Regions from separate parts of the Mus musculus genome. Here all the other regions are linked to region 2. A link is a contact called in public HiChIP or PLAC-seq and promoter capture Hi-C data. All regions are on one chromosome and are shown on one strand. The core of a region is the stretch at or near the end of the contact, and the rest is flanking DNA. Distances in the headings are between cores, read along the strand shown.

Evidence for each region. Promoter capture Hi-C pulls out the DNA fragments that hold promoters and counts their contacts. HiChIP or PLAC-seq counts read pairs in DNA pulled down with a chosen protein or histone mark.
Region 1: a contact with region 2 is called in an H3K4me3 HiChIP or PLAC-seq map of pro-B cells, with 2.2 times the contacts expected there. The contact joins the promoter of Edc4 here to the promoter of Slc9a5 in region 2. A contact is called at or near these places in 3 of 39 promoter capture datasets (cranial neural crest, hippocampal neurons and liver) and 3 of 115 datasets of contacts at active chromatin or transcription factors (microglia, pro-B cells and stem cell-derived epiblast-like cells).
Region 3: an H3K4me3 HiChIP or PLAC-seq map of embryonic forebrain shows a contact between it and region 2, with 2.8 times the contacts expected there. The contact joins the promoter of Dync1li2 here to the promoter of Slc9a5 in region 2. A contact is called at or near these places in 1 of 39 promoter capture datasets (pre-B cells) and 1 of 115 datasets of contacts at active chromatin or transcription factors (embryonic forebrain).
Region 4: a promoter capture Hi-C map of embryonic stem cells shows a contact between it and region 2, with 3 times the contacts expected there. The contact joins the promoter of Nae1 here to the promoter of Slc9a5 in region 2. A contact is called at or near these places in 3 of 39 promoter capture datasets (embryonic stem cells and hippocampal neurons).
Region 5: a promoter capture Hi-C map of embryonic stem cells shows a contact between it and region 2. The contact joins the promoter of Nutf2 here to the promoter of Slc9a5 in region 2. A contact is called at or near these places in 6 of 39 promoter capture datasets (the HPC-7 cell line, cranial neural crest, embryonic stem cells and 3 more), 1 of 484 Hi-C or Micro-C datasets (embryonic stem cells) and 4 of 115 datasets of contacts at active chromatin or transcription factors (astrocytes, bone marrow-derived macrophages, embryonic stem cells and 1 more).
Region 6: a contact with region 2 is called in an H3K4me3 HiChIP or PLAC-seq map of embryonic stem cells, with 8 read pairs. The contact joins the promoter of Pskh1 here to the promoter of Slc9a5 in region 2. A contact is called at or near these places in 2 of 39 promoter capture datasets (liver and pre-B cells) and 2 of 115 datasets of contacts at active chromatin or transcription factors (embryonic stem cells and epiblast stem cells).
Region 7: a contact with region 2 is called in a promoter capture Hi-C map of stem cell-derived epiblast-like cells, with 8 times the contacts expected there. The contact joins the promoter of Pdp2 here to the promoter of Slc9a5 in region 2. A contact is called at or near these places in 8 of 39 promoter capture datasets (3T3-L1-derived adipocytes, the C10 cell line, cranial neural crest and 4 more), 1 of 484 Hi-C or Micro-C datasets (embryonic stem cells), 2 of 115 datasets of contacts at active chromatin or transcription factors (both in embryonic stem cells) and 1 of 9 other capture datasets (embryonic stem cells).

What each region holds. Positions count from the first base shown.
Region 1 is chr8:105,879,437-105,882,304 of GRCm38.p6, forward strand. Edc4 (enhancer of mRNA decapping 4) reads left to right here and starts at 1,445. Exons shown (of 29, transcript NM_001301100.1): 1 at 1,445-1,722. The coding sequence starts at 1,641. Nutf2 (nuclear transport factor 2) reads left to right here. Exons shown (of 5, transcript NM_026532.4): 5 at 1-966.
Region 2 is chr8:105,346,684-105,349,511 of GRCm38.p6, forward strand. It overlaps Slc9a5 (solute carrier family 9 (sodium/hydrogen exchanger), member 5), which reads left to right and starts at 1,575. Exons shown (of 16, transcript NM_001081332.1): 1 at 1,575-2,828. The coding sequence starts at 2,694. Fhod1 (formin homology 2 domain containing 1) reads right to left here and starts at 1,287. Exons shown (of 22, transcript NM_177699.4): 1 at 970-1,287. The coding sequence starts at 1,170. It overlaps Gm46049 (a long non-coding RNA gene), which reads left to right. Exons shown (of 4, transcript XR_003947441.1): 3 at 1-155; 4 at 392-973.
Region 3 is chr8:104,441,400-104,444,645 of GRCm38.p6, forward strand. It overlaps Dync1li2 (dynein, cytoplasmic 1 light intermediate chain 2), which reads right to left and starts at 1,648. Exons shown (of 13, transcript NM_001013380.2): 1 at 1,296-1,648; 2 at 1,075-1,148. The coding sequence starts at 1,402.
Region 4 is chr8:104,533,012-104,536,043 of GRCm38.p6, forward strand. It overlaps Nae1 (NEDD8 activating enzyme E1 subunit 1), which reads right to left and starts at 1,626. Exons shown (of 20, transcript NM_144931.3): 1 at 1,501-1,626. The coding sequence starts at 1,553. It also overlaps a transcript of Car7 not described here.
Region 5 is chr8:105,859,184-105,862,097 of GRCm38.p6, forward strand. Nutf2 (nuclear transport factor 2) reads left to right here and starts at 1,350. Exons shown (of 5, transcript NM_026532.4): 1 at 1,350-1,522.
Region 6 is chr8:105,898,581-105,901,855 of GRCm38.p6, forward strand. Pskh1 (protein serine kinase H1) reads left to right here and starts at 1,894. Exons shown (of 3, transcript NM_173432.2): 1 at 1,894-1,960.
Region 7 is chr8:104,589,944-104,592,762 of GRCm38.p6, forward strand. It overlaps Pdp2 (pyruvate dehyrogenase phosphatase catalytic subunit 2), which reads left to right and starts at 1,529. Exons shown (of 2, transcript NM_001024606.2): 1 at 1,529-1,652.

The DNA.
Region 1 (2,868 bases), core at 195-2,694, 530 kb after region 2:
CCTACTGCAAGGAGCAGATTCACTCAAGTGGCTAAGCTCGCATGTCTGCGGGCCGGGGCAGAGTTCTCTCCAGCCCCAGGGTTTTGGAACGCAGGCCTGGCCTGAAGCTTCTCTTGGACTGAAGGCTCTTCAGTCAGCTCTGTCTGATACCACCTGTGGCCTCTGCTCTGTAGATTTGGGTCTAGTAGCAGGGTAGATATTCTGTAGCAGCTAGAAAGGCCTTAGCAAATATGGCTTCCCATATTTATACCCTCTGGGTTGAAGTCCTAAATGTAGGGGCCTGCTCTATACCCAAAATAAGTGACATGCAGATGCCCACATTCCCCAAGCAAAGCGAGAGATGCTGTGCTGCCTGCTTGGGATATCAGAGCCAGGCGCCATTAGGTGGAGTATAAATTCCACACTGGAAGGAAGCAGTGTGAAGGAGTGCTCTAACTCTCCCCTCAAGACCTGTGCAGGGCATTTACACACCATCTTCCTACTTTCCACATACCCCATACACTCTTCAAATCCCAGGAAATCTTAACTAGTATGGCAGTTTCTGCCCTGTTTCTTAGTCTGGGCACAGGTCTTGCTCAGTACCGATATAGCTTTTCATCCTTGAGACCTCTGGATAGTATAAAGCTACTAAAATAGCAACTGCAAGCTAGAACCAAGCCCAGGATTTGGGGTTTAGGATTGGCTAGGCACACCTGAACATGCCCTTCTCCCTGCTCTCCTGCATTGTGAGGGGAGAGTAAAGATTTCCACATACTCCACAGGTTGCCTGGTTAGACCAGCATAGTCCTGGACGCTACACAGAAGGTTCCAGTGGGATTGATCTCTAGCTGCTGTGTATTGGGGGAAGTAGGGGTGGGAGAGAGGTAGATGCCAGCTGCCTCTTAATCCACCCTGTATAAAATCTGCAATACAGCTTCTTCCATGTACCTGTGCCTGAAATGTCTGCAATAAAGAGGTGTTTGTAAACTATGGTCTCTTTATTCCTAACGTGAAGTTACCGTGTGGGACAAGGGGTTACTGGGGACAGTTGGTAACAATGACAGTTTTGGGGGTAGAAACTATCTCCCTTGCCCTTGCATCTCCTGGGGCTAATGACCTCGAAGATGTCTTGGTCTTGCTTACTCCTAAGCGGGGGAACAGACCCTTACCAGTTCACCTTATTTAAGGTCTGAAAAGTTACTACCTGAGTGGTAAAGTTGGCTTTGTTGTACCATTATCCAGTTCATCAGAATGGCCTAGGACCTGGGTTAGATCTCCAGAGATGGTAGGGTTTTAGGCAGTCCAATGCTGAGTACATTTACTCTTTCTCAGTCTTGTGAAGTTTAGCCACTACTGGGCTAGCCAGGAGCAAGCAGCCTACGGAGGCTGCCTCTGATAGGAACTGGGGCTCCTTGAGCTCGGAACCTTTCTTCTGCGGTAGTTGTAGGTTCCGGGAGCGAAGGTCAGTGGGACCGGAAGTGGAGGCGGTTGGTGGGGTTGGCAGGGCTCACGGACGCAGTCCGGGCGGCGGTTTGCGAACTGCGGCTAGGTTTTGTGTAGTGCTCTGTCTCCTCTCTAGCGGGGTCGTGGCTGGGCGAAATTGGACACTGCGGAGGTAGAGGAACTAACGTCGGGCGAGCAGGACTCTCGTGGCTGGGCCCATGGCCTCCTGCGCGAGCATCGACATTGAGGACGCCACGCAGCATCTGCGGGACATACTCAAACTGGACCGGCCCGCCGGAGGTGAGCCGGGATGGGGTGTGTAGGCTCTTAGCGAAGTGGTGGACGTATGGCGTGGATCTGAACCGTTTTCGGGTGCCATAGGCTCCATTAGCCAGACTCGGGATCCTCCGGTTTGATTGCGGAGGACAGGAATTGGAGTCATGGATGATCCCTGGGTATATCCAGAGAATGGCGCAGACCCCTGGGTGTTACCCCTCCCCATCCTATGCCAGACCATTCTGCCTTGTTCTTAAGTGTTTTGGCTGAAGGTATGGCGCTCTCCTCGGAATCCACTCAATCCATCTGGTTTCCTTGCCTCCAAATTTCAGTGCTTTGAGAACTGGCCCCGTATCCCTCCTCGCCAGGGTTCAGAGGCCTGGTGCAGTGTCGGTTTAGCGAGTTCTAGGCCTAGAATTAAGTGATCTGCTGAAGAGCCTCTGTGCCCACCCTGCAACTTGGCTTCCCCCCAAAAGTGTATACTCCCAGGCCAGGTGTTGCTCTGAAAACGATTTTCTGGCAAAAGGTGGACAACCCCAAAAGCATGTTTCTCCTGGATTGAAGGCAGATCACAGACAGGCTCTGATGAGGTTAGATTAGGTTCCAAACGTCAGCAAGCCCATATGTTCCCAATTCATTCGAGTTTTACTTAGGCTCCCAGTATCCTCCTTGGGGCTACTCTTCCCAGATGAGAGTTCCCAGGACAGAAGGCCACCAGCATTGTAATATAATGTTATTGTAAAAGGATGGTCAGGGTACTTTGATGGGAATGGGGAAATAACGGTGAGGGAGATAGAGGGCTGGTTTGAGAGGAGACTGTTAGGGCTAGTTTGGATACTATAGACAGGAGATTGAATACCAGGAAAAGTCCTCGAGGCACTTATGTGGAAGACACATATTACAAAAAGGAAATAGTATGTATAAAAATGAGATGTTTCCGTGCGATTCAGAGACGTTTGAACATTGAGGTGGTTGACCAGAGATAATGGTGTACATACTGAGAAGTGATTCTTTTCTCACACCTTTTATGCCTGCTGGTGGAACCCAGACTGCTAAAGCGGGCACTTGTACTCTCCAGTGGGTTCAGCTGAGACAGCCACAGATAATCCGTTTGCTGTCTGAGCCTCCTGGGCTTGTGCTTTCAGGGTGTGCTCCCTTGACTCATGAGGC
Region 2 (2,828 bases), core at 325-2,824:
TGCAACGCGAGGAATGCAGTTTAGAGGCCTGGAGCCTAGGGCACATTCCAGGGGAGACCCCGGGGCTAAGGGCCATGTTTACGCAACCCCGCGCCCAATTGTGGCACCCCATCAACTCCCTCCCATCTCCCTCACAGCTCCCAGCTAACCCGCAGGTCAGGAACCCTGGGGGGTGGTAGTGTGTATGCCTCTGGGAGTCCTGGCCCGGAAAAAGCAAGCCGGAAAGGGATGCCTGCGGGGAGGTGGAGGGGAGGCCAGCAGGAGGGGAGGGGTGGTCCTGCTGGACATACGGAAAAATGCCTCTCTAACTGAGCAAAGTCGGCCTAGGAACGTCGGCAACTAGGGTAGGCCAGCGGTTTAAAATTAGACTGATCCACCCCCTCCCTTCCAGGCGTAGGCCACCAGCGGCGGGCCTAAGGGACCATGGGGGCGGTGACGCAAAGGGCTTTCCCACCCGGGCAGCCTCCCATGAGCGCACGGCCGCTTCCAAGGGACTCCTCTCATCCTGGCTGGGACTCCAGTCTTCAACAGCGCTGGAGAGACTGTATTCCAAGGACCCAACCCAGCCGGTAGCCTCGATCCCTTCTATGATTGCTCCCTAAACCCGCCCCTCTTTGGGGCCCCGCCCCCGACTACCTGGAGCAGGTGGAAGTCTGTCCCTTCCCAACTCCACTTCCCCAATCCGCTACAACCACAGCAGCAACCCTGGCAAAGAGGCAGCGAGGGGACTCCAAGCACCTCTTCAGGAGGGCCTAACTTTCAAGGGAAGCCCGAGTGGAACAAATCACAAACTCTCATTTGGCTTCTATACTGTCCCCTCAACTTGAGTCTCCCCCTGTAGGCAGAGGAGCATAGACCTTAGGACCCCGGCCGGAGACTTTTCTGGAGGCGAGCACCCGCCCGTGACGATCTCTCTCCTAGAAGCACTGTCTGTCCACCGCCCACCTCAACCTCCGCAGCGCCCCTCACCTTAAGAGGCGCCCCCAGGAGTCGGTGCAGAGCAGGGATCTGCGCACTCAGGGGCAGAGCCCCGTCCAGGCTGCAGGTGGGGGCCCGGCGTGGTTCCGGGAAGTTGGCACAAGCGAAAGGGTCGGTGTCTTCCAGGTACTGCACTCTCACAGTTACCACGGATACTGGGTCCCCATCCCCGCGCTCTTCCTCGCCCGCCATGGCTCTGCCACCGGCTACCGCTGGACGCCTCTTGTGTCCCCTGCAAATGCTGCAACTTCAACTCGACTAAACTTTGCTGTTAGGGCCGGGCCAGGCTGGGCCGGACGCTCGCGGCTCGAGGGGCGGAGCCAGATGAAGGTAGGACCAAGGAAGGGGGTGGAGCCAAGACTGAGCGGCGAGCGCGCGCTCGGGGTTAACCACCGCCGGAGGCGGCGCTTGGGCCAGCCACTCAGAGAGCTGGTGATCCCGTTAGTTCCATTGCTAGGAGGGCGGGAAAACCCGAGCTCCCGCTCCGCCTCAGAGCAGAGGGCGGGGAGACTTTCTTTAGATTTGGTATGGGCGAGGCTGCAGCGGATCTTTGTAAGGATTTTTAGGGCAGATGGGGGGGGGGGGGTAAATCTCTTCGGATAATCTGGGTAGCTGGGCCACTCTCAAGGGACGAGATGGGACTAATTGCTAGCTTGAAAGACAAATGAAAGCATTTCTCTCATTTGGGGAAAGCAGTAAGAAGAATCTCTTTCAATGTGGAATAAGAAGTGGAAATAGATTTTATATTTGAAAGAAGAGGTGGATTCAGTCCCCTTTAGCTGTGGGGGCAAAAAAAAAGAGGACGGGTGCTCTTTCTCGAAAAAGAATGGGATGAGTCACTGTGAGGAGGCAGGTAGCACATGTTTTTTCGGCTTGGGTGATGAATGAAAAGTGGAGACATTCTTCGGTTTGGGGCGAGATGAGTCAAATGCCCCAAGTTGTTCCTAATTTAAAGGGAATTCCATAAGGTCCTCTCAGATCCATGGAATAGGCAAACAGTTCCCTGTAGTTTGAAGGAAAGGGAAGGCGGCGCCTCTGGGCTCTGGAGAGATGAGGAATAGCCAGCTTTTCAGCCTGGAAAGAGCCGGGTCCGTCCCGGCCTTGAGGTTTCTGGGTACGTTGAGAGCACCGTTGTCCATTAGGCTTTCTGGGTGTGCCCAGTGCGCGTGCGCAGCTGTGGTCCGGTAGGGGGGTCCCAGGTTTTGGAGATCGTGCTGGAAGGCGGCAGCGCACCGCCCCCTGCGGTTTTCTCAGCTTAGCACTGGGACCCGCAGCCTGAGCACCTGGGACGGGTGGCCCGCTGCTGGGCGGTGTTCTGCAGTAGCTGCGCTTGTCTCTGCTTCCCGAGACCCCCGTCCTTCTTGGTGCTCCGGGACGCGGTGGCTGGTCACCTTTCTGAATCCGGAGGAGAGGCGGTTTAGGAGAGCACACTCGAAAGAGTGGGTTTCAGGACTCGAGGGGTTAGGAGGGTTATGCTGGGGAATTTCCGGAGATGAGATTAACCTAGAAGAGATGGAGGAGGGGATCCTAACTGCTAGGATCCTGGGCAGGGTCTCGGGGTCCGGACCTGGCCTGGGGGTATCGGAGCTCGGATTGGGGGGAGTGAGCCCCACGTGCCTGTGACGCGGGGGCGCCGGGTAGGCGGCGGCAGCGGCGGCGGCGGCGGCGGCAGCGACGCGGGGCCGGCGGCCGTGCAGTGCCCGGAGGACAGCAAGATGCTGAGCGCCGCACTGCTTCTTCTGCCCGGGTTGCCCCTGGCGGGGGCGGGGGCCACAGAAGAACCCACCCAGGAGTCCGGGCCGTTGGGTGAGCCTCCTCCAGGCTTGGCGCTCTTCCGCTGGCAGTGGCAC
Region 3 (3,246 bases), core at 398-2,897, 910 kb before region 2:
GCCTGAGTTATCTCCCTAAAGCACAGACCTGGCTATAACCTACCACCCTGGCCATTGGATGAGAGAAACACACGGACATCACCATGCAGTCATTTCCATAAGGCTTGGGGAAGGGTGGAAGAAGATAAAAATCTGAAAATCAGGAGTCTCCAGGAAAGCCGATTAGTCCTCCAGACTTTCATGATCTGACCTCATCTTTATCCTCTATTGCAAAAAAAAAAAAAAAAAAAAAAAAAAAGGCTTTTGACAGTGCCCAAACGATTCACCCTACTATCTTGATGTGCTTGCACCTAGGCAATTACCCTTCAAGATACCTGATTCCACAAGCGCTCTCTCAACACATCAAGCAGTGTGATGCGCCCACAGCAGTCTGCTCTTGACATGAGAGATGCGATGCAACCACGCACACATCTGCCTCGGCTCCACTGGGATTCTTTCAGGGTGTCTAAGACTGTCTGTACTGTCCCACTGCTCAGCCCTCATTTCCTACTCTACAAACAGCATTGCAGGTGAACGCATATAATCCCTTTCATTTGAAGGAGATAACTGAAGCCAGAGAGGTTAAATGACTGACTGGGCAACCCAGCAGTGAGGGCAGGATTTATGCAAGAAAGTTCCTGGGGCTGACTCCCAAGCTCTGCTGCCTGCCCATGAAGACTGAAGAAAAGACTTCGTCCATCTCCTCAGTTTCCCAGTCCAGGTCACCTACTTCCCTCATCTTCTCCATCCAGCCTGCACATCCTCTTTTTCCTTCCTCCACATCCTCAACTTGGTGAGCACAAGGCTAACCGATGAACCGAGTCAAGGCTGAAGAAGGCTCAGCCAAAAGACTGAAGGAATGTGCCCCAATGCCCCAAGCCCACATCACATCACTGGACTCCAAACGGAGCTGCATTCTAGGGGGTCAGTAGAGGTGTGGGCTTGGAGACTCAGCAGCTACCCTGCCAGAGTCCAGGGTGCCCTCCCAGGCAGGCAAGCGACAAGCAGGCGCTAAGGGTGGAGAAGCCTGGGAACCAGTGGGAGGGGCGCCGCCTGACCCACCCCTGCGCCCCAGGGCAGTACCCCGCTGCTCACCGAACACCAGAATGTTTTTGCCGGACGGCAGCTTGGACCTGGCACGGGTGGACACTTCGCTCAAGATCGAAGACCTGCGGCGACAATGACAAGAGTGGTCAGCGCGGGACCGCCTAGGACCGCTCGGCCCACGACTGCCCATCAATGTCTGCCCACGGTCCTGCCCGCTCCGGCCCGCTCCCGGTCCGGCCGCGCCATCTGCGGCTCTATACGCTCCTCACCATAGACTCTGGCCTTCCTCCTCTTCACTTGTCAGGTCGCCGGCGGCCGCCACTGCGGGCCCGTTGGGACCCAGCAGCAGCTTCTTCTCCACCCCCACCGGCGCCATCTTGCCAACTGCAGCCACAAAGAGGGCCCTCCCCCGGGCCCGCCGAGGACCCGCAAGGACCCCGGCCGGGCCGCGCTGCCCGCCCGCAACGCCGCAGAAGCTCCGTTATCCAGCGCGTCCCGACGGGCCCGCGGTGTCCTCGTGCGTCTGCGGGACGTGGGATCGCCGCAGCTAGGGACGTTGCTGGGTCAGGCAGCCAGCCGGACAGCCTTACGCGGGAGGTGGAGCCGCGGACGCCACCAGACCGAGAGCGCGCTGGCGACCCCTGCAGGGCAGCCTCTGATGCGGCAAGTCCAAGCTTTGGAATGAACTCAAGCTAGACAACCATATTTATAAAGCGATCTCATTGAATCTTGTTTAATTCTTAATAAGTGAGGTGAGGAAACTACAGCTCAGAAGTTTAAAAGAAAATGGGCCAAACATGAACGAAGATCCACAAAAAAATGACTGGACATAGATATTTGCATGTCCTGTCATACCAGCAATGGGCAGCTGGTGGGGGCGGGGAGGGGGGGAGGGGGAGGGATCAGAAGTCTTAGACTACTTGGTAAGTTTAAGTTGAGCATGAGCTATGTGAGAGCCTACTTCAAAAAAATTAATTTTAAAATGGTTGCACATGGTGTCACACGCCTTTAATCCCAGCATTCAGGAGGCAGAGGCGGGAGGAACTCTATACATTTGAAGCCATCCTGGTCTACATAGCAAGTTCGAGGGTAGCCAGGGCTACATAGTGAGACCCTGTGTGCCGGCTAGTTTTGTGTGTCAATTAGAGTCATCAGGGAAGAAGGAAGCTCAATTGAAGAAATGCCATTGTGGGTGGTGCCATGCCTGGGCTGGCTGAGCAAGCCAGTAAGCAGCACCCCTCCATGGCCTCTGCATCGGTTCCTGCCCCCAGGTTTTAGCCCTGCTTGAGACCCTGTCCTGACTTCCTCCAATGATGGATTATGATCTGGAAGGGTAAGATGAAATAAACTCTTTCCTTCCCAACTTGCTTTTGGTCATGGTATTTCATCACAGCACTAACCCTAAGATACCCTGTCTCAAAACAGCCCCAAGACCCAGTTCTAGAGGTGGTATCCTGCCACTTCCAGTCATTACTCTTTTAGTTTTACTTTTATTAAATGTGTATAGGTGCTTTGTCTGCTTGCATATCTGTCCACTATGTGTATGCAATGCCTGTGGAGGGCAGAAGAGAGTGTCTGAACCCCTTGTAACTGGGATTACAGATGGTTGTGAGCTGCCCTGTGGGTACTGGGAATTGAACCCAGGTCCTTTGGAAGAGTAGTTAATGCTCTTAACCGCTGAGCCATCTCTCCAGCCATGTTTCTTCAACTATTATATGGCTTAATTTTCAGGATGCTCATTGAAAGTTTATCACAAATCCTCAGAATGTTGTTTTTCATCTCCTCCTTTGTAGACTTTATTAAACTGTGAATGATTTTTACCACCACAGTTAACAATACTTTTGGCTTTGCTTTACCAATTTTATTGTTGTTGTTGTTGTTTGAGACAGGGTTTCTCTGTGTAGCCCTTGCTGTCTTCGAACTTACTCTGTAGGCCAGGCTGGCCTTGAACTCGGAGATCCACCTGCCTCTGCCTTTGGAGGGCTAGGAGTGCCCCCACTGCCCTGCAAGGTTTCTGTTTTTTTTGCTTTTTTAAATCCTATTTTTCAGAGAGTCAATATTTCACAGCAGAACAAGCAGCTGTGACTGCTTTTCTTGAGTGGAGAAGGTAGTGGGGAGACTGGATGTAAAAGGGGAGAAGTAATGGAGAAAAGAAAGACAGGTTTGTGCTGATCAGGGGTAACTTTAGGTATGGCCTTTTGCTGTTCTCTAAGGAAGCAG
Region 4 (3,032 bases), core at 376-2,875, 810 kb before region 2:
CCCCAAGCTGGAAACATGTCTAACTCTGGGCAAATTAACCTAACTTTTACAAGACTTAGTTTCCCTATCCAGTATCAAAGACCGTCTGCCTTCAAGGATTCTCAGAACTAAGTACCTACGTCTCTGGGAGAGTAAGAGCTAGGTAGTCAATACAAAGAGAAACCTCCATCCTTAGGGACACAGGGTAAGTTCTCTTGAGATTAAGAGAGGCGAGGGGATGGCAACACTTTGATACACTTAGCTGACACAGAGTATACTCAATAAGAAAGGAAGAAGGTGGGAAGAGACAAGGAAGGAGAAATAGCTAAAGAATCCACCGGATGGTTTAGATGTGCCCTGTCCAAATGGTTTCTGAGTACTAGAAATGCAGCTGGCATGAATTAAGACATTTTTAAAATGTGTATGATACCTGATTTATAAGACTCTGTGAACAACAACAACAAAAATAGCTTGGTAATTTTAACAATAATTACGTTGAAATTGTAATGTTTTGGAATACTAGGTTAGATAAACACTGTCAAATTTGATTCTGGGATTGGGGAATGTAGCTCAATTTGGCAAGCAGGCATGATGTCCAGAGTTCCAGCCTCAATACTTCATAAACCGGGTGTAATAGTCCACACTTATAATCTCAGCTGTTGGGGAAAAAGAGGCAGAAGGATTGCATCAAGTCTGAGCGCAGTCTGCTCTACATTGCAAGTCCAGGCGGCCACTCAAAGGTAAAAGACAAAAAAAAAAAAAAAAAGGGGTGGGGTGGGGGAGCAAAAACTTATTTTTGAGTCTGGCTGGGCAGTGAGCATCTTCAATCTCAGCACTTGAGACCTGGGACGTAGGCGCTTGAGTTCAAGACTGGCCTACTTAAGACCATGTCTCTATATAAACGAGAGGGGTGGGGAGAACTAGTAGCAAAACTTATTTTCCTGTCTCTTTATTCTCCCGGTTCCCAAGGTCTTCCAATGGAGGCCAGGCTGGCTTTCAGTTTCCGATCCACCTGCCTCTGCTTCTCAAGTCCTTGGGATTACCATGTCTAGCTTCTTTTAACTTTATTTGAAAGGTGCCTACTGGAAAATGTGTAATTACGAACACGGTTTGCTCCGATAAAGCTAGCATGACGCATTTCTATTGGCCAGCGCGGGCGTAGACCAATACCTGCCGGGGCGCAGCGCTCGGCGGTCGGGCAGGATGGGGTGCTCCCACCCCCCTCGTTTAGCGAACGAGTAGGGAGGGCCTGCCGAGACTGTGCAGCCCAGTGGGTTGGCGGAGACACCGCGCACCGCAAACCGCGGACAGCCAGCCGTGCGGGAAGGGGCGAGCCGGCCTTCGCCGAACACTCGGGCCAGTGGCCGGATCCCAGAGCGCCGGCTCCCCACGCCCTGCACGGCCGGCCGCAGCCGCAGGCCCGTGGGAGGCCGGCCTACCCGGCCTAGGCACTTAGGCCCCGCGGGTGTCAGGAGAGCCCGCCAGCCTGGCCGGCTTGCTCACTCGTAAACCCCGGCTCACCTCAGCTGCCGGTCGTACTTTTGCTCCTTGAGTATCTTCCCTGGCTGCGCCATGGCCGCGCCTGGCCCGCGAACAGCAAAGCCGCCTAAGGAGGCCGCCACCCACTCGGCCTCACGCAGGCGCACTAAGCGCCCTCCTCCAGCGCGCAGCCAGTAGGGGGCGCCGACGCTGCACTGCGCACGCGTCACTGGGAAGCCGGGGGAAACCTGAGGTTGAGTTCCACAGAATGTTTCTCTCTCTCTACCTGCAGTAATTGTGGAGAACTCCGACTTTTAAATCGAGTGATAATCCTTATCACTGATAAACCTTAGTCCTCTTCTGGGTGAGTTCACCGTTCCTGAGACTCCTCCAAGAGGAACAATACACCAGCATACTTGTATATAGTATTCTATATAGAGAAGCTACCCTGATGGGTAGACAGAGGGGCCCCACCCCACGGCTTCCCTCCAAGAATTGTTCCCCGTGGTGACGCAAGGGAAAGGGGGTTTTGAACGAGATGAAACGGCATCAGGAGACAAATGAGAAGTGGACTTGGGGGACGGGAGGGTGTCTGAGAAGCAGCCAGAGTTGCCTGTGAAGCCCATGAACAAGGAGGAAATTAAAGCTATCATCGATTCATGTGACACAGGATGACTGTCCCTTGGTGGCCGATGCTAAGGAAGGAGCTTATGAGCAAGTTGAGGACAAGAGGGAAGAAGAGGCTTGCTGACAAGTAAGAATTGCTTTCCTCTATCCCAAATCCTAGAGGAGTCTCCAGATTCATGATTGCCAGATGCACTTGCACGTCCTGAGATTATTATCCCAGCACATGATGAGTGTACATCCACACATAAAATCCTTCCAGCCTTGTGGGGTGAGGGACCAAAGAGACGGCTCCATTTGACAGTAATATTGCAGTGCTAACAAATGCACTTCCCCTGGGCACAGTGTTAGGACACAAGGTGAGGGGACACCCTGCTGTGACCTCCCTCCCCCAACCCCTATGGAACCCAACTGATGGGAGAAAAGGGGCGTTAGGCGTTCCCAGCTCATTATGTGCTTGTGCATGTCTGTCAGTTGTCACATTCCCTCTCCAGTTAGACAGGTGAAACGTGAGCGATATAAAATACACCCAGGGAATGTGAGAAGGTCAAAAGTGAAAGTGAAAGTTCACTACATAGCCTTGCATACACCTTGGCCCCAGGAAAGGAAAGATGGACAAATGTAATTGGAAACAACAACATCAGGGGCCGAGGGTGCTGTACTGCCTGCGACTGTGTGATTTTGAGAAGCATTCAGTTGTTAGTAAGTGGACAAGGATACCTCAGAGCATGCACTTCTTACAACTTTTTAATGTTTATTGATTGGTGTGTGTGCAAGAATGCCATCATGCACTCGTGGAGGACAGAGGACCATTTGCAGAAGTCACTTCTCGTCCTCTTCAACACAGGTTCGAGGGATAAGCCCAAATCTTCCAGCTTGCTGAGCCATCTTGCCACCTCTCCTTTGAGGAAAACTTATTCTTAAATGTATGTGTGAGGTTGTGAAATATT
Region 5 (2,914 bases), core at 100-2,599, 510 kb after region 2:
TTTTCTTGGTGGGGTCAGGCTCCTGATGTGTCGCCAACAGGGTAACATGGAGTTCTTAGTGACCAAGCAAAGTGGTCTGGATAGACAGAGGATTTTTTTTCTCTTTTTTTTTTTTTTTTGGTTTGTTTTGTTTTTCGAGACAGGGTTTCTCTGTCTCCTGGAAGTCCTGGAGCTCACTCTTTAGACCAGGCTGGCCTTGAACTCAGAAATCTGCTGTCTCTGCCTCCCAAGTGCAGAGATTAAAGGCACGTGCCACCACTGCCCAGTTTAGACAGGGGCTTTAATCAAGAAGCTTAGCCTGGTTTTATCAGTCATCTCCAGGAGGTGGGGTGAGGCTAAGAGGGCAAAACAGAAGTATTAAAGAGTCTTCTGACTAGGAAGATAGGGGTGTTTGCAGCCATTTTCCTTTTCTGTGGTTCTGTGGGTTGGTAGCAGAGCCATTTGCCCAGCACAGGCGGGACGGAGAGGCGTTACTTCAAATATTTGTGTCACCCAGGAAACTGAAAAGGATATTGAAAGTAAAGGGGAAGGGGTGGGAAGATTATTTACAGTCTGGCCATTTAGGAAAATTACGTTTCGCCAGTTATCTTTCAATAAAAATTAAAGTTGGAAGGTGAGCTGGCTCCGTGGGTCGCTAAACCTGAGAGAATCTGATTTCAAGGCCCCCATGGTGGAAGAACTGACTCCAGAAAGCTGCTTCTCTCCTCCACACCCATGTCGTGGCTCATCCCTCCTCAACACAAATAAACAAACAAAAATAGTTGCCCTGTCTGCTCCAACAAAACAAGTAAACCTGGAAATCAAAAAAAGAAAACCCTCACGATTCTGTTTTTAAAAATACCTCTCTGTACACGTGAGGTTAACCTCTCCAACTATGGGCCCACCTTAGATGAGTGTTTAGAGTTTCAATAAAAACCTAGTTACCTTCCAACCAACTTTGGGATAAGTGGCTTCCTCTGAGACACAGCTAACTCATTGAACAAGAGAGGAGTGGGTTTCGCCCCCGTGGGTTGATGCTAGAGGAGCAGAGCTGGTAGCCAGGGCGCCTAAAGGGAGTAGGCTTTGGACTAGGGGCCTAGGGAGGGGCTGCTGGGACAAGCCAGCCAGCTCCAAGCTAAACCAGGCTCCCATGGAGGCGGGGTCAGGCTCCATAGGCCACATACACTTAGGCGGGGCCAAGCCAGCTGGGACCCAGCTACAACCGAGACCTGATCCTTGCCTGGCGCCAACTCCGTGTTCCAGAGGCTTCCGCTAGACCACAATTCTCAGGGGCTCACCCGGACCGCCTCCCTCCCTAACTTAGCCTCTCCTCCCGCGCTGCGAGCCGTGGCTGCGCCTCTGCGAATGGCATTCTGGGAAATGTAGTTCTAGCTAAGCTCACTAAGGCGTATAAGGAGCATACTGGGACTACGTTTCCCTGAGTGCAGCGGGACGGGCGAGGGAAGGCAAGGGGGAAGGGACAGTCGGTCGCAGACCGCGCTGGGTTGCCGCCGCCGCTGCCGCCATCGTGCCAGCCCCACGGGTGAGTGTTGGGGCCAGCGCTCCGGGGCGGGGGCTGGGCCGCAGGAGCCGCGCTCTAGGCCGCCGGGAGCTTCTGCTTCGAGGCCCTGGGAGGCCCCTCCCCTCTTCACACCCCCACGGCGGCCCGAAGAGGCACGGGGCCCGCACCATGTGTCGCGCGCGGCTCCGCCTACCGCGGATTGTCTGCGGCCGCGGCCCGGGGAATGCTGAGAGCCTGATGGACGGCTGTCCGGGCCACCCTGTGTCTTGGCTGATGGCCAGATCTTTTTCTTTTGTCCGGACGATCAGGATAGCTCTCAGGGCCCGGCCCTGTGTGGCCTTGCCTGGCTTGCTCGAATCCTGCAACCTCTGCAGGCAGGTTGGCGGGCCGATCCCAGACCCACGTCCCACCACCCGCCGGCGAAGATCCGGGGATGGGCAACGCCACCCAGCTCGCTCCAGAGCCAGCATGGGTAAGGGTGGCCCTCCTGCCGCTGCTGGGGCTTGGGACCATTGCCCGGTTCCAAACCATAGCCCGGCTAGGATGTAGGTGAACGCTTCTCTGCTTGATTGCCTGCTGGGAGTGCACGAAACTTAACCTCTACCTCGGTAGAACCGGTGCTGCAGTGTCCAGCATGGAGGACAAGGGCAGGGATTCTGGGGTGGGAGGGGATGCCTCGTGGGACTTTACCTCTAGCTAGTCCTGGAAAATAAGGACCTAGTATCTTTGGAGAGGCAGCTCCAATCTTATCCATGACTAGACTCCAGCTCTGGGGTGGGTTGTGTGAGCCTCCAGTGTTTTTGTTAGATTTCTCAGTCAGGGCCCAATTCTAAAGTACGTTAGAACCTCCTAGAGTTAGCAGGAAGATGACTCCTTACTGAAGTGATGAGGTCGGATTTAATTCATGAAGAAATGGACTCCATGCTTGAGGTTTTTGAGCCCAGAGAAGGTGGAAGGGGCCTTGTGCCTATGGCACTGGCTTAGACTGTTTTTGCCTTTTGAAGTTGTTTTGTAGATCTAGAACTAGAAGTCACGATGTCTGCTTTCTCTTCACGTGTGCTAGGGCTGCCTGTGAACAGTCAAGAAGCTGGATGGGTCTAGAGAAAGTACCTTAGCAATGGCACCTCAGGTCATCCATCACCTTGAATTCCTGGAGATGTAGTGTATTTGACTAGTTACTAGTAGGCAGGCTTTGAGAATGCACTTCTGTTTTGAGTGATGATTAGGAACTAGTGGAGAAAAGCTCCCAGGACTTGGCAGAAAGCATCTCTTGTCAGGTTGAATTCTCTGGTCTGTTGCTGGCTTCTGTGTCACAGTTCTTAAAAGGCCTAAGAGGTCCCAGAGACCTGGGCAAGCAGAGTGCCCAGTCTCTTAGGATGACTGACTTAGGGCCAGAAAGCTGAAAGCCACTAT
Region 6 (3,275 bases), core at 644-3,143, 550 kb after region 2:
CAAATACCTTGACAAATAAAAGACTATAGATTTCTGAGTGTTATCAACTCTGGACTTCTATATTATTTTTTTATTGTGAGACTAAAATCATGATTACAATATGTTCATAGTAAATATAAGGATAGGAAATTCGTATGGAAAGGCTTGAGGGTGACATCTTCCCCGAGAATTCATATAACTGTGGAAATGTCAGAGCTGGATTTGATCCCAGATTTGGCCCCAAAATCAATGCTCCTTTTTTGTTGTTATTAAAATTATTTATTGGGCTGGTGAGATGGCACAGCAGTTAAGAGCATTGACTGCTCTTCCAGAGTTCATGAGTTCAAATCCCAACAACCACATGGTGGCTCACAACCATCCGTAATGACATCTGACGCCTCCTCCTGGTGTGTCTGAAGACAGCTACAGTGTACTTACATAAAAAAAATAAACCTTTAAAAATTATTTATTTATTCACTTTATCACCCCTTCCTTTCCTCTCAGTAATCAGTCACACAGGTCCTTCCCCCATCCACTTTCCCTGTCTCTTTTGAGAAGGGGAAGCCCTACTCTGGGTATCACCCCTCCTCATGCTGTTTTTTTTAGGCAAGGTCTCCCTGTGCAGCAGCCCTGGGTATCCTGTTGCTATAGACAGACCATGCAGGCCTTGAACTCAGAGGTCCCCCCTCTGCTTCCCAAATCACACCAGGCTGGGTTAAAGTTCATGTTTTTAGTAATCCCATAACCCTTTGAGAAACAAATTTCATTGCTGCCATTTTGAAAGATGGTCTTAATCTGTATCCCAAGAAAACTTATAACTTCTATAACCTGGCCTTTTTTTTTTTTTAAACCTCTCACTGCAATATCCCCTTAAATTCCTGAGTGCCAGGATTATAGGCATGTGGGAACACACTGATGAATTTTTTTATTGAGATAGGACCTTAATAAATACACCAGGCTAGCCTCAAACTAAAGTCTTTCTTGTTGCTGCTTCCAAAGTACTAGGATTACAGGCTAACGATGTTTTGTCTTTTTTAAAAAAGTAAAAGTTGTTTCAAAACCTAGTGTGTTAGTACAAAAAAAAAAATCTTTATTTTTTTAATTAATTAATTTTTTGTTTTTTTTTCAAGACAGGGTTTCTCTGTATAGCCTTGGCTGTCCTGGAAGTCACTTTGTAGATCAGGCTGGCCTCGAACTCAGAAATCTGCCTGCCTCTGCCTCCCGAGTGCTAGGATTAAAGACGTGTGCCCCCACGTCCAGCTTCTTTGTTTATTTTTGAGACAGGTTTCTCTGTAATAGCCCTGACTGTCCTGGAACTAGCTTTGTAGACCACACTGGCTTGGAACTCAGAGATCCTCCTGCCTGAGTGCTGAGATTAAAGGAATGTGCCCACCATGTCAAGCTTGGTAACAATCTTTTTTATTCGTTATTTTATTTTATAAATCTCGTGATTCATTTGTGTTTGCATCAATACATTAACAATCTTTTTTACTTTTTATTTTATGTTATAAATCTCGTGATTCATTTGTTTTTGCATCAATACATTAAAAAAAATTAGCCCTGGCGTGATGACACACTCCCTTGCCCTTCAAGAACTCCTTCATCTATAGAAGAATCTTGCCATTTTTTTTCCATTTCTCTCGGTCATTACCTTTCCCAGAACTTTTCCCTCCACAAATGGCTCCCCAGCGGTGTCTAGCGGCAAACAGACCCACCCCTGGAAAAGAGCTCTGCTCCGCCCCGAAGACGTTGATTGGCAGGCACTCCGAACCCCCCCCCCCCCCTACACACACTTGCGTTCGCGTCTGGAGGCTCCGCCTCCCTTCCGTCCCTTGGCCGCCCAAGTTTGTTTTGGCGTCAGGCGCGCGCAGTAATGACGCCACCACGCTGACGCGGGAGGATGGCGGCGGCGCCCGTGGCCTGGGCTGGGAGACGGTGGGCTGAGCCGCCGAGACTCCGGAGAGCCCGCCGCCCGCGCGAGGTGAGGCCTTCCGGCTCGGGGCTTCGGCCTGACCGGCGTGAGGGGCCTGCGAGTTCAGCCGCGGGCGCAGCCAGGGCCTGGCGCGACTCCGAGCCCTCGGTCCCCGTGCACTGGGGCCTGTGGGCTGGGGAGCAGGCCGGGCTGTGGCTACCCGCGGTCCCCAGGCATGGCCTCGAAACCTCCTGCCGCGTTAGGCCCGATGGACTTGGTCATCTGCCTGTCTGTGGCCCAGCCGTCCCGCGTCCAGCGCGGGTCAGGTTGATCTAACCTTGTTGTGTGCGGCGCCTACTCCACACCCTTCCCTTGCGACTGAACGCCAGGGTCCTGCGGGGGCCATCGATCGCTTCCATGTACTGGCTGGAAAAAGGGCCAGAGTCCAGCTGGGTCGCTTGCAAGGCAAACCTGTCATACTTATAAGGAGAGCCCCGCTCAGTCCTCTGAAGCTGCTGCGTGTATAATTCGCACCAGAAAAATCACTCGTTAAAATTGCCTCCTTAGTCACTGTAGGGAAAAACTAAACCTTGTAGCCTGCAGCATTCAAAGCTTATCATAATCGGATGTGGCCTACCTAGCCCTGCAGAGAACGCCTGGGCACGTCTGTACTGCGATTATGTAGTGTTTTGTTGAGGCATGTGAGCCTCCTATTAACTCTGTGGTTTCATACCCTCGAGGTTCAGATAGCTGCTTTCTCGGTTTGTGAAACTTCCGTTCATTTCCACCCTCACTCACCAGTAGAGGAAATTAACCTGTGTCTTTTTGAATCTATCACCAATGTCTTTTCCTTGGAAAACTGTCTCCTGCGTTCACACAGTAGTAGTGTTTAGTTAAAGCTATCGGGACACTGACTTGAATAGATACAGATTAAGCCTTGGGGGAACATCTGTCATGGCCAGCATTTTGAGATAGTCACAGCAAACAGTGACATCTTGAAGTATTTTTTTTCAAGATACAAATTCAAGAGTTTTACTCTTCTCTAGATGTGGTAGACTACACTTCCGATCAATAAGGGCTAGTTTAGGCTACATAGTACATTTAGGACGAACCTGGGCTATATGAGACCCCGTCTCAAAAACAAAATACTCCAAAGCCCTGGTTTGGTGGTGCATGCCTGTGATCACCGCACTCCTGAGAGAGAAGCAGGAGGATGCCCAAAAGTTAAAGGACAGTCTGATATAGTGAGGCTGTCTTGGGGGTGGGGTGGGGGGAGTCTTCACTTTATTTTTCTGCTGATTTCGTTGATGGAAATTGAACTCAGGGCCTGAACCCTTTTCACTTAGCTACATGGTCAGCTTACAATGTATGGTAGCTTAAATGC
Region 7 (2,819 bases), core at 279-2,778, 760 kb before region 2:
TACAACTTCCAGACAGGGTGCAGACCTATATAACACCCTCAGGGCTACTTCTGAGGCTGAGGCAGGAGGACATAAGTTCAAGATTGACTTTGACAACTTAGTGAGAATCTGTCTCAAGGCATAAAAAGGGGAAGGGGTAGGGTAGGATGGGAGGGGAGAGGGGGACAGGGTAGAGTAACGAAGATCTATCTATGATAGTGTTTGATAGTATTCAGGAGGCTCTAGGTTCAATCCTCAGTATCACAAAACCAAAGCAAAACCCAGAACAAAAACAGGGATTTAGCAAACGCCTTTAATCCCAGAATTTGGGAGGCAGAAGTAGGTGGATCTTTGTACATTGGAGACCAGCCGGTTCTACATAGCTAGTTCTAGACCAGCTAGGGCTACCTAGTGAGATGCTACCTCAAAAACACAAATAAAACAAAACACTCCCAAGCAACCACCTCCTTGAGAGGCCTGAGGCCCAGTAAGGGGACACATCACAGAAATACAGCAGGAACACTTTTACCTCAGACGTGACTTTGGGTAAACCAGCTTGCCTTTCTTTCCAGAGACAGCACTCTCAGACCTTTCTGCTATCTCTTATCTCTCTTTGACTTCAAGAAAGGACTCTACTGACTCACACATTATAAGGTGAAGACCAGACTCAGCTATTGTTAGGACCAGAAGGCAAGGAGGGAAAGCTCTGGACCTCTCTGGTTCTGGCTCTCCCAAGCTACCAACAAGTAAAGGTGCGGCTAACATCACTTGTCGCTAAGAGGCCAATGTAATTGAGAATTCAAAATGGTGGTTAGTAAGGAGCCAATGAACTCTTTAGATCAGAAATGTGAGTATTAGAAGGTTCCTTCTAGCTGTTTGTAAAGGAAGGAAAATCGGTTGGGACTAAGTGTAATTTGGAAGTAGGGGGCCTTAAAGGCTTTGGAGTCTGGCATTGGCAAATGGATGGGTGGGAAGGGACTTAGGAGGTGGGAATGACAGGATTAAAGTGTGTGACAGTAAGGGAAGCATCAAATTGACCCTGGTGTTTGGACTTGGGTCTTCTGGGGCCGGCGAAGCCATTGCTGGTTTAGGAAGAAAAGCAGGTTTGACTGGAAGATAAGGTCAGGGCAAGTAGAACCTAGAGTGTCCATAAAGCCTTCAAGATAGGTGTCCAAAGATAATAAAGATGTGGCACTTTGGAGAGAGGCTTGGAGGGAACGGAACAAAACCCGGGAGGAATCTATGTGAGAATGAACTGTAAAGAACTGGAGAGGTCTCTTGGTTCTGGCTTTGCAGGGTGTGGTGATAAGGGAAGCTTGGGGAAGAGCCCCACGTGACGACCTACTGGCGCAGCGGCTGCACAAAAGCCACGGGTAACCCCAGGGGGTAGAGTGCAGGGTGGCCCCTCCCGGCCCCGCCCCTCTGCCTTCCTTTTGCCCTCCTCATCCATTGGGTAATCTCAATGTCCGTCAAGGGCCCGCCTCCAAGGATAAGCCAATCAGGAATGGCGGGAGGGATATTTCTTTTGGTGCTGGTTCCTCGACTGGGGGCCTCTCCAGGGAAGTAAAACCCAGTCGCAGCAACCGCGGAACTGTGCTCAGGACCAGAGTGAGCCGAGAGGATCCGCCGAGTGCCAGCGGCGCCAGCTGGGGAGGAGAGGACGAGGATACGAGGTAAGGAAGGGGACGATTCGGGGTGCGGACGCCTTCCCTAGCCTAGTTTACGGGTACCTCAGGTGATGGGGCGGAGAGGGGGATGAGGTGAGAGGGCGGGACGAGCTGGCCCCTGGTCATGGTCACCCCACTCGCGCGCACGCGCCACGTGGGCCCGCGCACTGGTGGAGGAGACGACTGCTTAGCCGGTTCTCTGCACCAGCTTCCTTAGTACTGGAGCACCGGTGAGCTGGACGTCGCAACTGGATTCTTACACCTTGGAAAGCCAAGGCTCAGCCACTAAACGGGGGCTGGGATTTCTTAGAGCCTTGCGGTCCAGCCAAGAAATCAAGAGACTTGGTTTCTTTAGGGGTGCTAAATTCTTTCTGTCCCATTGGAGGCGAATGGTTTTCATTGCGCACAGCTGCCTGTCCTTTCTGCAGGGTCAAGGGGCGTCTGAGGCCATCTGCCCCTGTCCGACCTCATCTGTCCCAAGTTCAGCGGGATGGGTATTGGCTTTGGGAAATCGGTTTGACAGTGCGTTTATACCCTTTGACCTACTGGTTTTGGAAATAAGTAAGGGAAAGGTGACTGCAAATGCCATGTAATTTGGTACCAGGTTAGTGGAAACAAGCTCCAAGTCACCAGTAGTTGTGAATGTTTATGCCAAAAACCATAAATAGTACTATCACTGAAAACATTGCCTTTAATAGGAAATCATGTTCACAGTAGTTGGCCCAATGATATAAAAATCTGTACAGAATGTATCCCAAGGACAAAAATAGTGGCTCCCTCCTTTTGTTGATTTTTGAGACAGTTTCTCTGTGTACCTGGTCTCAAATTCTGCCTGCCTTTTCCTTCTAAGTGCTGGGATTAAAGGCGTGCACCCACACTCCCAGTTTCAACCCCCCCCCCCCATTCCCATGGGCTTACTTTGTCAAGCAAAGTAACAGTCTGCAATGTAGATCAGGCTGGCTTTGAACTCACAGATCAGCTTGCCTCTTCACCTTTGCTTCCGGAATTCTGGAATTAAAGGCGTGATAGCACTGTGACGGCTCAGAAGTGTCGTATTTTATTAAGTCTTTACAGAACGTTGTGAAATCTTGACATGGTGCACACACTTTTAATCTCATGAGGTATTGAGAACGTCAGAGCAGGCAGATCTCTGATTTTGAGGACAGCTTGACC